2 separate regions of the Sus scrofa genome follow, and region 1 is linked to region 2. A link is a contact called in public promoter capture Hi-C data. All regions are on one chromosome and are shown on one strand. Each heading gives the region's core, a stretch centred on a gene start, on an enhancer-like site or on the middle of the called end of the contact. The rest is flanking DNA. Distances are from core to core; before and after follow the strand shown.

What was found. Promoter capture Hi-C pulls out the DNA fragments that hold promoters and counts their contacts.
Region 1: a promoter capture Hi-C map of liver shows a contact between it and region 2, with 6 times the contacts expected there. The contact joins the promoter of KIAA1257 here to the promoter of ACAD9 in region 2. A contact is called at or near these places in 3 of 5 promoter capture datasets (fetal liver, fetal skeletal muscle and liver) and 10 of 47 Hi-C or Micro-C datasets (brain, embryonic fibroblasts, fetal liver and 4 more).

The regions. Positions count from the first base shown.
Region 1 is chr13:71,489,576-71,494,790 of Sscrofa11.1, reverse strand. It overlaps KIAA1257, which reads left to right and starts at 1,507. Exons shown (of 16, transcript XM_021069402.1): 1 at 1,507-2,201; 2 at 2,790-3,076. The coding sequence starts at 2,815.
Region 2 is chr13:71,373,152-71,378,884 of Sscrofa11.1, reverse strand. It overlaps ACAD9 (acyl-CoA dehydrogenase family member 9, mitochondrial), which reads right to left and starts at 3,959. Exons shown (of 18, transcript XM_021069406.1): 1 at 3,715-3,959. The coding sequence starts at 3,864.

The sequences.
Region 1 (5,215 bases), core at 258-2,757, 120 kb before region 2:
TATCCATCCTATAAAGACTAGTTTGGAGTTCCCATCGTGGCTCAGCAGTAACGAACCCAACTAGTATCCATGAGGATGCAGGTTTGATCCCTGGCCTTGCTCAGTGGGTTAAGGATATGGTATTGCCGTGAGCTGTGGTGTTGGCAGACGCAGCTCGGATCCCATGTCGCTGTGGCTGTGGCGTTGTAGGCCGGCAGCTATAGCTCTGACTCAACCCCTAGCGTGGGAACTTCCATATGTCACAGGTATAGCCCTAAAAAGACACACACACACACACACACACACCCACATATATATACAGAAGACTGGTTTTCATCTGCTAATCCCAAACTCCCAATCCTTCCTTTCTCTACTGCCTCCCCTTTGGCAAACACGAGTCTCTTCTCTATGTCTGTGAGTTTGTTTCTGTTTCATAGATATGTTCATTTGTGTCATATTTTAGATTCCACATATAAATGATATAATATGGTTTGTCTTTCTCTTTCTGACTTAGTATGATAATCTCTAGGTCTATCCATGTTGCTGCAAATGACGTTCTTTCTTTTTTATGGCTGAGTAATACCGCATTGTATATATGTACCACATCTTCTTTATCCAATCTTCTGTTGATGGACATTTAGGTTGCTTCTATGGTACGACCACTATGGAAAACAGTATGGAGATTCCTCAGAAAACTAAATATAGAACTACCATATGATCCAGCAATCCCTTTCCTGGGCATCTATCTGGATAAAACTTTCATTGAAAAAGATACATGAGCCCCTATGTTCATCGTAGCACTATTCACAATAGCTGAGACATGGAAACAACCTAAATGTCCATCAATAGACAGATAGTTTTGCTCTCCCGCTATGGATAGGTTCTTTCTCAGCCAGGGCCTGTTAAGTGTGTGTGTGTGTAGCCTCAGCTCCCCACCTCCATCCCCGCTTTTTTTTTTTTTTTTTTTTTTTTGTCTTTTGTCCTTTTAGTGCCCCACTCGCGGCATGAGGTTCCCAGACGAGGGTCTAATCAGAACTGCTGCTGGCCTACACCGGAGCCACAGCAGCGCCAGATCTGAGCCGCGTCTGGGACCTACACCACAGCTCAGGGCAACGCTGGATCCTTAACCCCCCGAGCAAGGCCAGGGATGGAACCCACAACCTCATGGTTCCTAGTTGGATTCGTTTCTGCTGCTCCACGACTGAACTCCAGCTCCCCTTTTTGATTAAACTACTGGAGATCGCCTCTGAACCAGCACCCCCCCCTCCACCCCGACTTCAGACTCTTCATGGCTTCCCTGACCTTGCCAGTTGTTTTCATCCCGCTGGCCCTTGGCTTATGCTGTTTCCTTTGTCTCAAATGCCCTCTCATGCTTTCACTGTCTGCCAAACCCCACAGTCTGGCTTTTGTCTCTTCCTCCATGAAGCCGGCCCCGACCCGCCCCTCTCTGGTCAGCTGCCTCTGTGATGTGTCTCTTCCCCCCACCCCTTCAGTGTTCTCTGCTCTTCTCGACAGGAGCTGGGAGCGGGGGAGGATCAGATAGGCTGGATTTCAATCCGGTGCTGCCACGCACTTGTGTAGCCTCAGATAAATGGCTTCATCCCTTTAAGCCTCAATTTCCTCCTCTCTGATTTTGGGGGCTCATGATAACAAAACAGAATTCTCGTGATATTTTAGGGGTATCAACGACAAAGGCAAAGTCTGTATGAGAGGACAGTGGGGTGGGAGGGGTGATCAGTGTTTGCAGAGCTTCCTTCTCCATCATCACAGAACGGGAAGTGGAGGTAGATGGAGTTTAGGTGGGGAGCCAGCAACGACTCTCCCCGGTTCTGAAGGTGAGGGTCAGGCAGATAATAGGTGCTCACATTCAGAACAGAGATTCCTTAAAGACTGTATGGATGAGTGAATGACTGAAGGCAACTGGTTCTGCATTTGGATACGCTTATCTTTGGGACCCTGTCAGTACGTCTGCCTGCCGGGGACCAGAGGCTGAGGAGGGAAGTCCCGCCTCCCGGAGCGGAGCCCCGCCCCCGGAGCTGTTGCAATGCCTAGCAACGGCCAAATACAGTTGCGCGGAGGGTCTCAAAGGCTTCCCTGCGAGAGCCTCCTCGCGTGGACAGACAGCGTCCTTGGAGCCTCTTCTCCTAGGCGGCTGTGTCAGTGGATTGACACTGAAGTCCAAGTCCACGCAGCTCCAGCGCATCCGCTCGCAGGTGCTGCAGGTAACCCCCGCAGCGCCCTGTCCCCGGCTCCATCTGAGCAGTCCCTTCTTAGCATCTTCTGGCATGCGGCCTCCAGGACCCAGCAAGTTCAAGTCCAGTCGTGTCTTGCTTAGGGGGTCCTCGGCCTTCTTGACCTGACCAGGTTCTTGTGCTGTCCCCAAATGGCAAGCTCACACTGCTTTGGCACAGCTAACCTGAGGCCCCCCAGCAGAAGCACAGGATCTCTCCTCAACCCCTCCCCCGTGGTTCCTGGGAAAAGGCACTCACCTGGAGCAGGCGCTCCAGAAATGCCGAGCGATTAACTCTGAGTCTTGAAAGGACCAGCACCTGGGGCCTGGAGGCTCGGCCTCTGAGTTGGAGAAACCAGCTTGGCTCATTGTCATGATTGCTGATGGCACCAGCACCGTTGCCTGTGGTTCTCCATTCTGACTCTGAGTGCCTACTGTGTGCCAGGCAGTGTCTGGGCCTGGGCTAGTCAGCCCAGAGCAGGACAGGCACGGGAGGAGGAGAAGCATAGTTCCCCTGCTAGAGTCAGGGGCTTACCCGCTGTGGGCAGCGGTGATGACAGAGTGCCTTTACTCCTCTCAGCCGGGAGTGCCAGCGCCTCTGCAGCATGTCCCTGCACGCCTGGGAATGGGAGGATGAGGACCAGGCCAGCATGGGGCCCATGTCGTCCATCAGTAGCTTTTACGGGTCTGAGAGCCAGTGTGAGGCGGAGGAGCACCTGGTGGTCAGGGCCTGGGCCCAGGAGTCGGACTCTAACCATCCGTGTAGCAGCGAGTCCTCAGACCGGCCTGCCAGCACATTCACCTCTGACATGCCCCACGTCGTCCCCTGCAAATTCATCATCTCTCTGGCCTTCCCAGTGACTGCTGGTAAGTGTCAGATTACCGCACAGCACCCCCTGTGCGGGGGGGGGGGGGGGTGGGGGGAAGGGGGCGGGGGGGGGCTGGGGGGCGGGGGGGGGCACTCATGGCCTGCTCCCTCCGAGACTCCCCTAAGTGGGGTGGCCGCTGCCAGGAGCAGAGGTCTGGAAAGGAACTGCCATTTTAGGGGGCCTCTGTGGGCGGGACAAGAAGTGGTTGTACTGGCTTCAGACTTAATTCTCTCAACCCCCCAAAAGCAGGTGATGTTATTTCAGCTTTTTGCAGATGAAGAAACAATGGTGAGGTTAAGGCATTTGTTGCCATAAGCTGATTGTGTGTCACCTAATTCCTTGTTTAAAGGCAGGTTCTCAGATGTACTCAATCAACATCTCTGAGTGTAATTCTTCACCGTATATAATTACCATTTTTTGTTGTTGTGGAGGTGAGAACATTTAAAATCTACTCTCAGCAACTTTTAAGTATACAGCACAGTATTGTTAACAAGTCACCACACCATATATGACATCCCCAGAATCTATTCATCATCTCACTGAATGTTTGAATCTTTTGACCTCCTTCCTTCTTCTTTCAATAAATAATGTTTAAATACAAAACAAAAACAAAATCTCGGATTGTAAAGGTGATCACTTGCTGTTGGAAGAAATGCTGTGTAACAAACCCAAACAAACTCTCCAACTCAGGGGCTTCAAACAGGAGTCCCTGTTCTAGATGAGTGGGTCTACTGGCCAGGCTGCACTCCCTGCAGTGGCTCTGCTCTGCTTGTGTGTCTCTCCTCCTCCTCCAGGCCTGTTGGGCAACCCTGACACACTCTTGTTATGAACAGGCACAGGCACACAGGAGGGCAAGCCGGGTCACCCCAGTACTCTGAAGGTCTTTGGGCACCTCCCACCTCTGAACATTTTATTGGGCAAAGCAAGTCACATGGTTGAACCCCAAAATTAAGGGCAGAGAAAAGTACTCCACTTTTTTTTTTCCTTTTTTTCTTTTTAGGGCCGCACCTGCGGCACATGGAGGTTCCCAGGCTAGGGGTCAAATTGGAGCTGCAGCCGCCAGTCTACACCACAGCCACAGTCACAGAATGCAGGATCTGAGCCGCGTCTGCGACCTACACCACAGCTCACGGCAATGCCAGATCGCCCACCCACTGAGTGAAGCCAAGGATCAAACGTGCACCCTCATGGTTCCTAGTCAGATTCTTTTCTGCTGTGCCACGATGGGAACCTCTTTTTTTCTTTTCTTTTGCCAAAGCACTCCATATATATATATATATATATATACATATATATATATATATAATTTTTTTTTTTTTTTTTTTTTGCTACTTGAACTGCCCCTGCCCATGGTGATTAATTTCAGCTTCACCTTGTAGTTCTGTTGACGGTTGTTTCAGATATTTTGGAGGCTGTTTTGTTAGGTGTATACCATAGAAATGACCTATCTTTGGGTGAATTGAACTTTTTGTCATTACATATGACCTCCTCTATCCATAATGAAGCCTTTTATTTGTTTTTTTCTCCCTCTTAACTTTTTGGATCATGTACCTTGCTCCCACCACTCTTTTTTGTGGGGCGGGGGCACACTCCTGGCATGTAGAAGTTCCCAGATCAGAAATTGAACCCATGCCACAGCAGGGACCCAAGCTGCTGCAGTGAGAGCTCTGAATCCTTAATCTGCTAGGACACCAGGGAGCTCCCACAGTGATGCTTTTTATCTTTGGTCTATTGATGTCAAGCAAAATAGCTTGGAAAGGGGGTTCCTGTCGTGGCTCAGCAGAAGCGAATCTGCCTAGTATCCATGAGGGCACGGTTTGATTCCTGGCCTTGATCAGTGGGTTAAGGATCTGGCATTGCCGTGAGCTCTGGTGAAGGTAGCAGACACAGCTCAGATCCAGTGTTGCTTTGGCTGTGGTGTAGGCCAGCGGCTACAGCTCTGATTCGACCCCTAGCCTGCGAACCTCCATGTGCTGTGGATGTGGCCCTAAAAAAAGACAACAACAAAAAAACAAAAGTCTGGAAAAAGACATTTGCACATCCCAGCCAAAGGAAAAGTGGTGCTGACCTGATCACCTTTAACCCTCACATCTCTTGCAGGGTCTTCTAGACTTGTTTTTCTTACTTTGGTGCTTTC
Region 2 (5,733 bases), core at 2,710-5,209:
AGAGTTTATAAGAGTGAATGAAGTCAGACAGAAAGACAAATACCATATGATATCACATATGTAGACTCTAAAAAAAAGTTACAAATGAACTTATTTACAAACAGAAAACAGACTTACAGACTTCAAAAACAAATGGTTACCTAAGAGGACAGGTGGAGAAGAGGGAGGGGTGGACGTGGGGTTTGGGACTGGCATATGCACAGTACTATATATGGAGTGGATGGACAACAGGGACCTGCTGTATAGCACAGGGAACTCTATCACTCAATATTCTGCGATAATTTATATGGGAAAAGAATCGCTTCTCGGCCTTTTGGCTAAGATCAAGTGTATATGGGAAAAGAATCTGCAAAAAAATGCAAATGTATATATGTATAACGAATCACTGCTGTAGCAGAAATGATCACAACATTGTAAATCAGCTATATTTCAATAAAACTTTTTAAAAAAAGTCATCTAAAAATAACCTGGAGGTGAGAAAACAGGATTTGCTGCCAGATTAGATGTGGATTATGAGAGGCGTCAAGGGTGACTCTAGCTATTTGGCCTCAAAAATTGAACAACCCCATCTCCAATATGAAGATCAGGGGTCAGGGCAGGATTAGGGAGAGAGCTGGGGATAGTTTTAGATGTACTAGATTGGAGATGCCTAGTAACATCCAAGTGCAGATTCTGAGTAGAAAGACAGACATAAAGAGAGCCTGAACAGTGTAGGCTGTAGCTACGGCTTAGCTGTGATCTCTGGCCCAGGAACTCTGTATGTTGCTTGGCAGGCAAAAAAGAAGGAAAAAAAAAAAAAAAAAAGAAAGAAAGAAAAAGGCGAGAAAGAGAGAGAGCCTGGAGTTCAGGGGAGAAATCTGAGCTACAGCAGTACATGTGCATCTTCAGAATATTGACAGTATGATACCAAATTAGATCATCAGAGGAATGGTTATAGATGAAAAGTGAGGTCCACAAAAAGCCTCAGAAAACTCCCAACTCCAACTGGGACAGTTGGAAATTTTAGCAAATGTTTATAGAGGTCAAGGAGCCAAGGAGGAACCAGCAAAGAAGTCTGAGAAGGACCAGCCAGTGACGTAGAAAAAAAAATCAGGAGAGGAGTTCCCGTCGTGGCGCAGTGGTTAACGAATCCAACTAGGAACCATGAGGTTGTGGGTTCGATCCCTGCCCTTGCTCAGTGGGTTAAGGATCCGGCGTTGCCGTGAGCTGTGTGTAGGTTGCAGACTCAGCTCAGATCCTGCATTGCTGTGGCTCCAGCATAGGCCAGCGGCTACAGCTCCAATTTGACCCCTAGCCTGGGAACCTCCATATGCCGTGAGAGCAGCCCCAGAAATGGCAAAAAGACAAAAAAAAAAATCAGGAGAGAACAGTTATTTAAAAGTCAAGAATGATGGGAGTTCCTGTTGTGGCACAGCAGAAACAAATCCGACTAGGAACCATGAGGTTGCAGGTTCAATCCCTGGCCTCACTCAGTGGGTTAAGGATCTCGCATTGCTGTGAACTTGGTGTAGGTGGCAAACGCAGCCTGGATCTGGCATTGCTGTGGCTGTGGTGTAGGCTGGCAGCTGTAGCTCCAATTCGACCCCTAGCCTGGGAACCTCCATGTGCCATGGGTGTGGCCCTAAAAAGCAAAAAAAAAAAAAAAATTAAAAGCCAAGAATGATGAACTGTGTCAAATGCCAGTGATGGGTCAAGTAAGGTGAGGACTGAGAAAAGACTTACAGCAGGCAGGTAGGTAGGTGTGAGCAGAGAAAAGGAAGCACCAGGCCAGGTGGCAGGAAACCATGTATCTTGTAAACAGCGAGGGTCCATGGGGGACAATGAAAAGCAGGAACCTCCAGAAATGGCAAGAAACCACATATTTGGGGTGTTAAGTGTCCTGAAGGCAGACAAAGAATGATGGGTAAAGGCATGAATCTGCAGAATCAAAATGTAACCTGTTGCTCAACATGACCTAATTATAAGAAAATAAGCCTTGCAAATAATAAGTTCCATGATGGAGAGACGTCTTGATACTTCCAATCAAGGCTAAATAAGGACAAACATCCCTCCTCCCTTCGGGAAAGTGGAGAGGGAATGAAAATCAGGGGATACAAACCCAAGTCCCTCCTTCCAATGAGTATTTGACCACTCATTTGCACACCCCTCAGAACCATCCTGCCAATGACACCCAGGGCAGCTGTTCGCCTGTCTGCCTGCCCATCCTTTTGGGGTGTATTTTCACTTAAATAAATCCTCACTTCACTTTCTGAATTTCCATCTCGTTTCTGAATTCCTTCTCTGAGGAGACAAAGTACCTTTCCAAGAGAACAAGACCACAGATGCAACAACAAGGAGGTCACTACAGGCGTGCATGAGAGAGCACCAGTGGACTGGTCAAAGCCTGAATGGTATGCGTTCAAGCTGCAGCGGAAGGTAACAAGTGATGATGCAGAAGAGAAAGGAGACAATTAAGGCCCTGGAGTAGTTGAAAAGACTTGGGGTCTAGGTGGCTTTTGCTGGAAGTTAAGGTCCACCCACGTTGATAGAGAAGGTAGACCACATGGGCACACATGGTGGGGGTGGGGTGGAAGTTCTGACCTGACAGCACATATTTTCTCAGAACAAAGGGAAGCAAAGCCAACAGGTGAGATGAGGATGAGGAGGTGCTGCCAGAGGTTTGGAGTAAAAGAAGCAAGAAAGATTTGTGTTCTTTCTTCACCTTGGCGGCAAAGCACAAGGTCCCAGGACCACACAGCTTCAGGTTCTGGGAAAAATGGTTTCCCTAACTTTAAAGGCCTAGTTTTGTACTTCCTACCAGGGCAAATCACTCCAGTCTGAGTGTCAGCTTCTGCATTTGTAATGCCTGACCACCTTAGAGAATGTTCTAGAGAAACCAGGGACTAACTCCCTAATACATATCAGCTACATCAAGGATGCACAGATTCCAGCCAAGCTCAAAGTGCTTTACATATCTTTTTTGTTGTTGTTTGGGGGGAACCTACAGGAGGGAGTCGAGAACAGTTTTTGCTCCTATTTTGTGTATGATCACACGGAGGCACTTCACAGTAGTAACCCCAACGCACGGGACTAGCAGGTACTGAAGCCAGCACTGACCACTTACTCTGCTGCCTCTTGCATCTGCACCGTATCGTACAGTTTAAATGCATTTCCACACATATACATCTCACTGGGGCTTTGCAACACATCTGTGAGGGCAGAACACAACGCTAGATCCATTTGAAGTTTGAAAGAACTGGGGCCTAAAGTCACAGAGCCAATGTTAAATCCAAGTCTTTCGACTGTTAAGAGCCTGGTAAGTGCTTAGTGCAAACGGCTACTAAGGGTTGGGTGGGGAAGGCGCCTGGGGACCGGTCTTCAGAGGAACCTGATAGGCGGGGTGAGGCGCGGGGACTTGGCTGTGGAAGCCGACAGAGGGGCGGCTGGGCGTGGACTGTGTGAAGGAATTAGAGAGGAAGGCCCCCAAAGTTCGGGGCCAGAACACTGCGTCGAGGGTTGCTTAGCGTCCACCTCGCCTGGGGTTTCCCAAAGCGACCTGGAGACCTTAGTTAGAACACCGGCCCCGCCTGCAGGGGAGTCGAAGAGTTAGCACACCTGCTCGCATGAGCGTTTGTCAGGCAGTTGTGGAGACTTTGACCGGGATCGACCGGCCTTCCCGAAAAGGGCAGAAAGCAAGAGGTAGAGAGCAAGGACGACCGGGAGGTTCTGCATTACCTTCTCGATTCTGCCCAGGAAGAGCTCCTTGGCGAAAGCTCGGCTGGGCTGACTGGTGCGCAGCAGTCGCCGGCTCTCGGCAAAGGCCACGAGGGCTCGGCAGGAGCGCGCCGCCGCCGCCGAGCGCAGGAAAAGCCCGCAACAGTTCATCACGCCAGAGACGGATTGCTTGCGTGCAGATGCCTCTACTGCTTTCCCAGCGCCTCACTCACGTGCTGCGAGCTCGCACCGCCCTATGACGCCATCGGCAGGCGCCTGCTCTCTCTGGCCGCTTTTGCGCCTGCGCGGCCTCGGGCTTCGGACAGAGGGTGGAGTCGCTGTCAGTTTAGCGGAGTCTTGCGGCGGCGCTGCGGGGGTGGCCTGTTACCTGAGTTATTCATCACTGCTTAGTATTTTCAAAGCCTGTCACCTGGGTTCTTCATCACTGCTTAGTATTTGCGGGTTTCAGCATTCAGCTTCACAAGGCAACGTTTGGTAACCGTTGCTTCTGTGAATTAACCCCTTGGGCAAAACAAAGGAAAAGTTATATTGCTGGGATTTAAGTTTAAGCTGGTGTGCATTAAGGAAAAGTTATATTGCTGGGATTTAAGTTTAAGCTGGTGTGCATTTTGGCCGCAATAAGCATAATCAATCAATCAGGTAATCCGATCCTGTGTCAGATCCTCTTGAGTGTTCCAACTGAAGGGCTCAAGGTAAGCCTGCAGTTGTCACCAGTGCATTTCCTGCTGAGAGAGAAGTTGGCTGATACCTTACTGTCCAGAGATCTTTGTAGAGGGGTATCCTCAAAGAATAATTTTATCTCATACACTAGATTATGCTGTCCACTATTACGATGTGTATTTGTCCCCCTTTGGGTACATTACTTATTATGGAAACATGGAGTCACTAGCTTGTTGAAAGCCACAAAGGTAAGGAGGTGTTATGGGTCGAACTATGCTCCCCCAAAAACCATTTGTTGAAGTCCTAACCCCATACCTCAGTGCACACTCAGCCTGAACTGATAGAGAATAAAGTTTGCTTGCCATTAAAGCTCAATACCTAGCAGACCACATTGTGATTTTCTAGGCAGAGACTGATATCTGTTCTCCTTTTTTGTTCTCGTATCATTTCTACCTGGCTTGCCTCCCTGAAGGCCCTGGCCTATACAGTCACATGTGATCATGGGAATGGAGTGCATGAAAAAATCCTCTCTGCATCATTCCTGGATGTTGTAAATTCAGGTTACAGGACCACGGAGACTTGGCATTAAATCAACAATTATTGATAATTGCTCTGTCTGTTCTCTTTAAAGGAAAATTACTCCTCTTAATTACTTAATAGAACTTGGCATTTACTTGAATTCATTTTTTCCCTGTTGTAATTTCCAGGAGAGATAAATAGGTAAAACTCATCTGAAGACCTAATTGTGTATTTTCCCTGCAATACACTGTACTGAATAGTTTTTTTTCCTTTACCCCCAAAGATCCAATATTCTCTTGCTGCCAGATTCTAGTATGTACACTGTAAGTACCCAGCACTGCCCTACAAATAGCTCCCATCTTAGCTGCTACCTACAAAAGGCTGACAGGAGTGGGTTTTCAGGACATCCAGCCAAAGGCGTCAGACATCTGGGATCGGATTCCAGGTTACGAGGAAAGGGCCACTTGGGATGCCATTTACTAAGAAATATTCCTTAAAATAAAGGCTGGTCCCGCCAAATGTGGATGAGTAAGTACTTCCTCAACTTGGACAAAGTCCAGGTAAGTGTATGAATCGAGCTCATAAGATAAAGCAGCCGCTGGTCGCTGGTCGCTGCCGCTGTGGATGCAAAGTCTTTTCAAAGGAATAAAAGTGTATTGTAAACATACAAACATATATTATAGCTATATTACAGCAGCTCCTTTTTTTTTTTTGCCACACCTGTGGCATGTGGAAGTTTCCGGGCCAGGATTGAACCCGTGCCACAGCAGTGACCAGAGCCACTGCAGTGACAATGCCATGGACCCTCAACCCACTGTGCCACCAGGGCACTCCAAAACC